2 separate regions of the Danio rerio genome follow, and region 2 is linked to region 1. The links are chromatin contacts, called in public HiCAR-type maps. All regions are on one chromosome and are shown on one strand. Each heading gives the region's core, a stretch centred on a gene start, on an enhancer-like site or on the middle of the called end of the contact. The rest is flanking DNA. Distances are from core to core; before and after follow the strand shown.

The links. HiCAR-type assays count read pairs that join an accessible place to other places.
Region 2: a HiCAR-type map of caudal fin shows a contact between it and region 1, with 12 times the contacts expected there. The contact joins two enhancer-like sites. A contact is called at or near these places in 4 of 18 Hi-C or Micro-C datasets (caudal fin, embryo, hematopoietic stem cells and 1 more) and 1 of 4 datasets of contacts at active chromatin or transcription factors (caudal fin).

Annotation. Positions count from the first base shown.
Region 1 is chr17:39,541,402-39,546,016 of GRCz12tu, forward strand. All of the region lies in intron 3 of LOC141378431 (a long non-coding RNA gene), which reads left to right. Among named protein-coding and RNA genes, the nearest start is that of tmem229b, 52 kb to the left of the region's middle. Within about 2 kb of position 1,395, at least 8 of the 62 cell types and tissues checked have an H3K27ac peak or open chromatin away from gene starts, as enhancers often do. A contact at or near this core is called in caudal fin, where this site is marked.
Region 2 is chr17:39,771,542-39,775,785 of GRCz12tu, forward strand. All of the region lies in intron 2 of LOC103909058 (a long non-coding RNA gene), which reads left to right. Among named protein-coding and RNA genes, the nearest start is that of plekhh1, 27 kb to the right of the region's middle. Within about 2 kb of position 2,795, at least 5 of the 62 cell types and tissues checked have an H3K27ac peak or open chromatin away from gene starts, as enhancers often do. A contact at or near this core is called in caudal fin, where this site is marked.

The sequences.
Region 1 (4,615 bases), core at 145-2,644:
TGGGCCAATTAGTACCAATTGAGCATTGTGTCAACGCCACAGCCTACCTAAGTATTGTTGCTGATCATGTCCATCCCTTTATGACCACAGTGTACCCATCTAATGATGGCTACTTCCAGTAGGACAGCGCACCATTGCTTAAAGCGTGACTCATCTCAGACTGGTTTCTTGAACATGACAGTGAGTTAACTGTACTCAAATGGCTTCCACAGTCACCAGATCTTAATCCAATAGAGCACATTTGGGATGTAGTGGAGCAGGAGATTGACATCATGGATGTGCAGCCGACAAATCTGCAGCAACATGATGCTATCATGTCAGTATGGACCAAAGTCCTTCAGGAATATTTAAAGTAGTTTGTTATGTTACAAAAGATTAAGGCATTTCTGAAGGCAAAAGGAGGTCCAACCCGGTACTAGTATGATGTGCCTAATAAAGTGGCGGATTAGTGTATATTAGTATCTCAGAGTTGTAAAATAGGTACCTTTACATTTAGGAAAAGCTCCATAAACCTTTAAAGGTGTGCAATATCAATTAGTGTTGATTTATTTAACATGATATAACTCAATTATATTTATAGAAAAATTCTGCACAATGTAGACAAAGGCTCACTAGTGGAGAATGCATGAAGATTTGTGTGAGAATTGTAAGGGGAATGTATAGAAAGCTTTGGGTGAGAAACTCATCGTCATTTAACGGATTAAATTTTCACCTCCAGTGAACTGTTAACTGTTGCAGCAACGTCAAGTCAGTGAGTTTAACTGGAAAACCGGATCAGTCAGATGTGTGGGCAAAACCAGTTTGTGAATTGAATCAACTGATTCATCAAAAATATGAGTAAACAGAGTTATGTAACAGACTCATTTTACAATGGTACTTATGAAGGTGCATATATTTATCAATGAGTGATAATGTTAAGATTTCAATCCTTGACTCAAAGCTTTCATATACTGTAGTTTTAGAAGAGTTGGGTGGTGACTTACGCTAAGTGAATGCATTTTTATAAGTGCCTGTGTTTTTAAATGATTGGAAAACAGCGCACATGTACAACAACGTAAGAGTGAGAAAATTTGGAACAAATATGGGACAATTTGGGTGAAGTGAAACCGTACTCGCTATTTTCGATGTGTGGCTACTTTTAGTTTGCTAATGCTCTTAGTTAGTTTCTCCCTGCCTTGCTCCGTTTCAGAATTCAAAGACTTTTCCAGACTTTTTTGAATCCAGAACTTGTAAACCACACTAAAGCTCTCCAGGTACTGTGCAGAAAGTGTGAATTATGGTAATGGCTCCTGGCAGGGGAGAAAATAAGCGCAGTTATTAAAATGAATAGCTGCCGCTCATCCTGCGGTCCAGACCCCAGGCAGGGGTGGGGAGCCAGGCCTCTCAGCTTTCTTCCATCTCTTACCTACACTTCCATCACTGCTGTGCGTGTCTTCCCATAACACGTCAAAGGCCCCTCTCTGCGGACTTTTCCGTAGTTGGTTTGGCTCTGCACAATGGCATGGTTAGGCGTTGGGCCAAGCACTTGACGGCCACAGAGTCCTCGGCCCCATTCTGCCTAACATCCTTAACAAGCTCCATAAGGCTTGCTGAAGAACCAAGTTTGTTCCTGAGGAACAAATCCACCCCTAACTTAGCCTTTTGAAGTGGGAATACAAGTATTTGGTACAAGCTGACGTCACAGAACCCAAAAGTCAAGAGGCTTAATCTTTGTTTTTGTCTCCTTTCCCGAAACATTTCTTCAAGTCTCTCAAAGTTCTCATCACACACCAATTTTTTTTTTGTCCTAATGACAGATGCAAGCCATAAGACATTAATCCTAACCCTTTAAGTTGAGCAACCGTGCATGTGAGAGCAGGTAACAGATTTGCTTGTTCCGCTCCAGGCTATCCAAACGGTTGGTACCAAACAGCTGTACTGCAATGTTTTCCTTTTGATAATCAAAGAGTCGTGCAGAACAGATCAGTTTATAGCTTATTTTCCCTCATATTCCCGCATCATTTATCGAGCGAGCTGAAGGAAGTCGTTAGTTTTCGTTCGGTTCAGTTGAACTAGATTAGCGTAAATATATTACTATAATAAAGATAAAGGTATCGGTTATGCTTTTAATGAACTACGGATGGGCGTCTCCTTCAAAGCAGCTGCTGGCTGTACAAACTTTATGATTAGTATCCAAGTTTTAAATGTAATGTGTGTGTGTGTGGCTTTAATAAGGTATTAAGAAGAACAGCTGGAAGTTGTGAGATCTATGCGTTTGTTTCCACAAAGTGCATCCAAACCAGTGTTTGACGGGAAATGATTTTCTAGGACTTTAAAGCATTAACTCTGAATTGACTATCCACTCCAAGCGTGCGAGTGTGTATCAGCCATCACGATTCCTTTCTGTATGATTTCATCGCAGTGGTCTGATCCTGATTTAATCCAGATTTTAGCTGTGTCCAGGGATGCTGAATGAGGTGGCGAGCGATGATGAGGCCTGGGGACAGAGTAACGCTACAGCAGTCTTGGCCGGGCTTTTTGGTGTAAGAGCACACCACTGGGGTGCACGATACAGTGCGAGTTGTGTTATTGCAGGTGTGTGTGCATATTACATCTGATTATGAAATATGTGAGACGTTTCACTACCTCTGTTTTTTCAACTGCTCGGCCAGTGTTAAAGTGGCCATTTGAGGTTTTAAAAAAGCAGTGAAATTTCCGCTCCTCACACAAGAGCCACAGAGAGAGAGAGAGAGAGAGAGAGAAAGAAAGAGAGAAATGTTTTAGAGTACGTCCAGCTGAGAAAAAAAAATCAGGTTTATTTTAAGAAATGTTTGTTGGATGACGACTGGCTGGAAATGTGCATTATGACTTGTAAAGGTGGGGTCACTCATGATCTAATATTCAAGCCATGTGTGTTTGTGTATAAGCACCATCATTGTTCTTAATTGGTGTTCATAAAAGTCCCACACAGGCAGTGGTGGAAAAAGTACTAAAGAATCATGCTCAAGTAAAATTACCATTACTTGTAGTGCAAGAAAAATGTAGTAAAAGTAGAGTAAAGGTATCTTTGTAAACATTACTCCAAATATGAGTAAAGAGTAGACCTTTTAAAAGTACTCAAGAGCAGTAAGTAGTGAGTATTACACTGTGAAGTTGATGTGTTCTCAGTACATGCAGTTTGTGCAGGGTTGTGTAAACCTAACATTCTGGAGTTAATTTAGTGATCTTCCTTTATTCGTTTCTTCCTTCCAACCTTCCTTTCAATGTATGTTTGCTCTGTCTTCATTCATTTATTTGTTCATTCATTCATTTTCGCTCGTTCCTTCCTTCTTCTTTCCTTCTTTAGTTTTGTTAAGTCTTTCCTTGAATTCTTCCTCCATTCATTTGGTCCTTCCTTCGTTCCTCCCTTCATTCGTTCACTCATTCATTCGTTTGTTCATATTTTTGTTCCTTCCTTCATTATCCTTTTTTCATTCATTCATTAATTCATTCATTCTTTACTTCCTTCCTTCCTCATTCCTTCTTTCCTTCCTTCTTTAGATTTTTTTCAGTCGTTCCTTGAATCCTTCCTCCACTCATTTGGTCCTTCCTTCGTTCTTCCCTTTATTCGGTCACTCATTAATTTGTTCGTTCATTCTTATTTTTGTTCCTTCCTTCCTTGCTGCCTTCCTTCCTTCCGTCCTTCATTCATTCATTCATTCTTTCATTCATTCATTAACTCATTCGTTCCTTCCTTTCTCCTTTCTTCCTTCCTTCTTTCTTTAGTTTTGTTCAGTCCTTCCTTGAATCCTTCCTCCATTCATTTGGTCCTTTCTTCCTTCCCCCCTTCATTCATTCTCTCATTCATTCGTTCATTGGTTTGTTCATATTTTTGTTCCTTCTTTCATTAAGTCCTTTTTCATTCATTCATTCATTCATTAATTCATTCCTTAGTTTGTTCAGTCATTCTATGAATTCACCTTACTTCATTCATTTGGTCCTTTCTTCCTTCATTAGTTTGGTTCTTCCTTCCTTCATTCAGTCCTTCCTTCTATTCCTTGTTCGGTCCCTACTTCGTTCGGCCCTTCCTTCCATTCTTCATTCATTCCATTTAGTGATTGTTTAAGGCTGTTTGGTGATTTCAGTCATCATACAGTTGACATCCTTCATTTTGTCATCAGTGACTGATATGTAGTCTATAAAAAACTTTCTGGGTCATTGCGTGTAAAGATTTTGGACATCTTCTTGGGCATTTTTAATGCTTTCAAAAGGCTTGATGCATTTATAAAGCACCCATGTCTTGAGGTTGTTCAGTGTGGGGCGATTTACTTTCTATGTGCAATTCGATTGGACAGAAATCGCTGGACTGATTTTTTTTTTTACTTTAGCCAATCACCATAGACAAGAAAGAAATAAAGTAGTGACTGCAGGTTAAAAGATAATATTGGGGTAAAAGTACTGATACAGCACTAAAAATGTACTGAGGGGAAAGTAAAATTACACATTTAACTTAGTAAATCACAATTCCTGAGCAAAACTACTCAACTACAGTAGTTTGAGTATTTGTAATTTGTTATGTTACTCCGTTGCAAACAGGCACAGCATATTAGAGATGGGTCAAAGTGGATGTTTAGTCATCCAGCTAAACAGTTTATTT
Region 2 (4,244 bases), core at 1,545-4,044, 230 kb after region 1:
CTTCACCGAGATTTAATAATGCAGAAGGAAGAGCATTTGTGAAGACGCCGATGCAGTAAACAACAACAACAACAGAGGAAACACGGAGGAGGAAAGTGGTCAGTCACCACAATTTGCTCCCACCAGACCTGAGATCTCTCTCGTACCCACAAATTCCTCTGAATAGTGGAGGACACCATATATAAACCATAGGTACGAGCTGTAATGGCGACAAAGTCATTTTAAAGTTGGGCGAACTTCGCAAATTCCGCTCAGACAAAAGCAAGACAATTTCCTCCATCTTGGCTAGTGTGGCACAGATGCTAGAACCAGCCTTTAGACATGCGCAATGTCATAAACCATATAGCAAGTGTAAACACATGAATCGGATATGGGTCACAATTAAAAGAATGAGTAAACGGGCAGGGGAAAAAATCTAATATAGGCAGCAAATTGGAATTGGGCATCAAGACTTGACATTTAAACAGGGCCTATTAGAGGTTTTTGCATCTGAACTCTTCTTTTTTATCTGCATCCTGCAATCGGTGCATCCACACTGTTTTCAGTGCATTTTTGTAACCTTGTAATTTTCACACTATTTAAAACAATGTGTGCGATTGTAATTATTGCATTTCAACATATATATATGTGAAACTAGAGAACAAAATCAGTCATATTTTGCACAGGAAAAAACAAAAATACATTGTCAAAATGAGAAAAATTATCTATTTCTATGTCAAAAGTCATATAAAGCATATTTACACTGTAAAAAATGCAGGGTTCCTCACAATTCATTCATGTTGTCAAAAACACAAATGGATTAAGTTAACAACACTTTTAACAAACTTATGTGGATTGAACATAAAAAATTAAGTTGTCCCAATGAAATCTCAAGAATTGTGTTGATTCAGCTTCATTTTAAATAAGTGATTTGAACAAACTAAAAATATATATATATTGATGTGTAGTACACTAGAAGCTAGTTTACTGGTATTATATTTTACTATTATAATATTAATACTCATATAGATAGAATAATAGCATCAAATATAAAGTAAAAATAATCTTCAATTAAGAAATTTTCTTCCATATGAAAAACAAAATTACTGATTATTTATATGCATTGCTAAGAACCTAAAGGAATAGTTCACCCAAAATAGAACATTTACTCACACTATTCACTCTTCCTCAAGTGGTTTCAAACCTTTATGAGTTTCTTTTTTTCTGTAGAACACAAATGATGACATTTTGAGAAAAAAACTGTAACCATTGACTTCCATAGTAGGAAAAACATATATTTGCGGAAGTCAGTGGTTGTTCAATTTAAACAAATTCATGATAAAATTGACCGTAGTGTATGTATGAGAGTGAGTGTGTATGGATGTTTCCCTGTGATGGGTTGCAGTAGTAAGGGCATCCGCTGCATAAAACATATGCTGGATAACTTGGGGGTACATTCCACTTTGGCGACCCCAGATTAATAAAGGGACTAAGCAGAAAAGAAAATGAATAAATGAATGATTTTTAAATTTACATATTCAAAAAAAAAAGTTTGGCCACCTGTTGTGATTGTTTGTCTTGAGGCCGGCTATAAACACAAATGAACCAAACTGGGTAAATTAAGGAATACCCAAACATTGAGTTAAATTTGGTCCTATTGATTAAATTTAAAATTTAATCCAGGAGTTGATTTAGTCCCTATTACATCCAGAATTGGCTTAAAATACCCTGTAATCTTTAAGAGTGAATGAATGTAAGGGACATTCTACCAGAAATGTACATTTTCACTTATAAGAAATGTGACAGGGCCTGACTTAAGCTTGTCGTCCTCGAAAAATCCTACAAAACAAGCATAAAATCCTACAATTCCATGATAGAATGCATCCTTGATCACTGTCAGCTTCTCCTATTTCCAATGATGTCACTTCATTTGAGTCAGCCTTTAAAGTGTATTGCAACCATTTTATGTTCAATTCAATGCAAAGGACTGACAGAAATATGGAGACAATTGTAAAATATTATTTATTTGTAGATTTATATTTATTTGTATTCATAATTTCATCTTTTTAATGAATTGATGTGAATGATAACAGCTTAAATTTGCTATTTCTGAGGTATTTTTTTCTAAATATCAGTTTTTAGCGCAACAAAACTATTAAAGCTGTAGGTTTAACTGGGCTGAGGACAAGGACAATAACAGGGTTTGTACATTTGTGATGTGTTTTTAATAAAGAACAAAAATATGAGAACCAAACGGAATGACATTGTTTACAGAACAATTTACAGAAATCAGCCGTCAGTCCGTTTTAGACACTTTTGGGATGAAATACTTTTTATTCACTGCATTTATGTTTTTATTTCAGGGACAGATAATGCAGGTTTCTGATAGAATGTCCCGTAAATAAATGGCCCTCTATTTCCGGCCGAATCCCACTGAAGGTATTCTGCACACATGTAGGCACACTCAAGCACCCAGGGGAAGTGAAGCGCATAAAAGGGCCAGTGGCTAAATAGGAGACCGTAGTGTAACACCCATCTGAACATAAACAGGGGGATCTCCTTACAGAACAGACCACATCTAACAGCACTGGGAAAGGTGGATGAGGTCAGGACACTTCTCATTGGTGGAAATGCAGGGGGGGGGGGGGGGGGGGGGGGGGGGTCATTAATTACTGTAATTACAACCAAAAGCCTTTTCACTCTCTTATTCAAACAGTGAAAAAGGAAGGTGGGGTTGCTTGTCTATTACTCAATGGAGCACACACACATTCTCATGGCACACGCACACATATGCCAACATGCACACACACGGCATACACACAAGCACAGGCATGCAGATGTATGGACAGGCATTGGCTTGTTGTTGACACACTTGACGACAGCCTCAAACACACACACACACACACACACATGTATGTACTAATGCACACAAATACACACGCCACACACAGTGGAGTGCTGCAGAATCCCATTTTGCTGTTTTTTTTCTTAAAGCCTCATTTCCTTCATCAGTATGAGTGATGTGGTTAGTGTCGGGGAGCAAAACTGATGTATGGAGTCTGAGTCTGCTTGTCTTCTACTTGTTGTTTGTTTTTCTGTCTTGCTCTGTCCCCTCATGGTCTTCACCAAAGCCCAGTACACATTTTTATCAAGCTTTGCATGGTAGAATCTCCCTGAATGGTGGACATTTTTGTGTAAACAGACAGTAAATGGCTTTGATATTATATAATTCAAGACTGTACAGTATTGCAAATTGCAGTTTAATTATATATATATATATATATATATATATATATATATATATATATATATATATATATATATATATATATATATATATATATCCACCCTGCTGCTGATAAAAGCATGAACATCTCTAAGTCCTCACTGGAAACAAAGCATCTAATTCTTGCAATGTTTTTTGAGATGATGGTATGCTGACTTAGTTACTGCTTTGATGTGACTATTGAAACTCAGTCATGTCAAAGCAGTAACTCTACAGTGGAGTTCAATGCTTTATACATTAGTCAAGTAGAATCTTCCTTTGCCTTGATTTACTCACAAAAGCCTCTGCATTGTCCTCTATCCCACTTTTTAAAAACTTTTTTTTATCACTCTTACTGTCTTCTCAGATGGGATGGCAGGCCAAATCAAAGGTTACCATGGGCCAATTTTGGCCTGCGGGCCCTAGGCATCTCTGCTCCAAAGCAATCATGTCACAAAGTGTGACTCTCCACCACTAGTTCTAGAAACTGTGAAAAAGTTCCATCAGTGCGAAAGGGTTCCACCAGTGCCTCTTGTTAGTGTTTCTGACTCACATTTTGGAATCAAGTGAAACCAGGGGGGTTGTATTAGCTTTTAAAGTATGGACAGAACTTGTTTGGTTTACATCATGTATGTGTAAACAAGAAACAATGTTCCATCTTAAGACCTTTGCTGTTCTCTTTCATTATACAAGGTGATACCAAATAAATTAATGTGTGTATTCAGTGCCAATATGCTAGAGGTAAAGTGTGCCAACAAATAGTACTGGTGTGTTCATGGCGAAATGAGTTTAATTCCCGGCTCAAGGTGCTTTGCCGTTCATTCCTTCCTTTTTTCTCCCTATGTATTTGTCTTAACTTCACTGTACTATATAATAAAGGTAAAAAATATAATTATAAAATATATTATAGTTTTTTTTATAGTTTTTATAATTATAATAAACTAAATATAACAAAAAATGTATGTGTTTACAGTATAATCTAAATTTTTATAGTGGATTA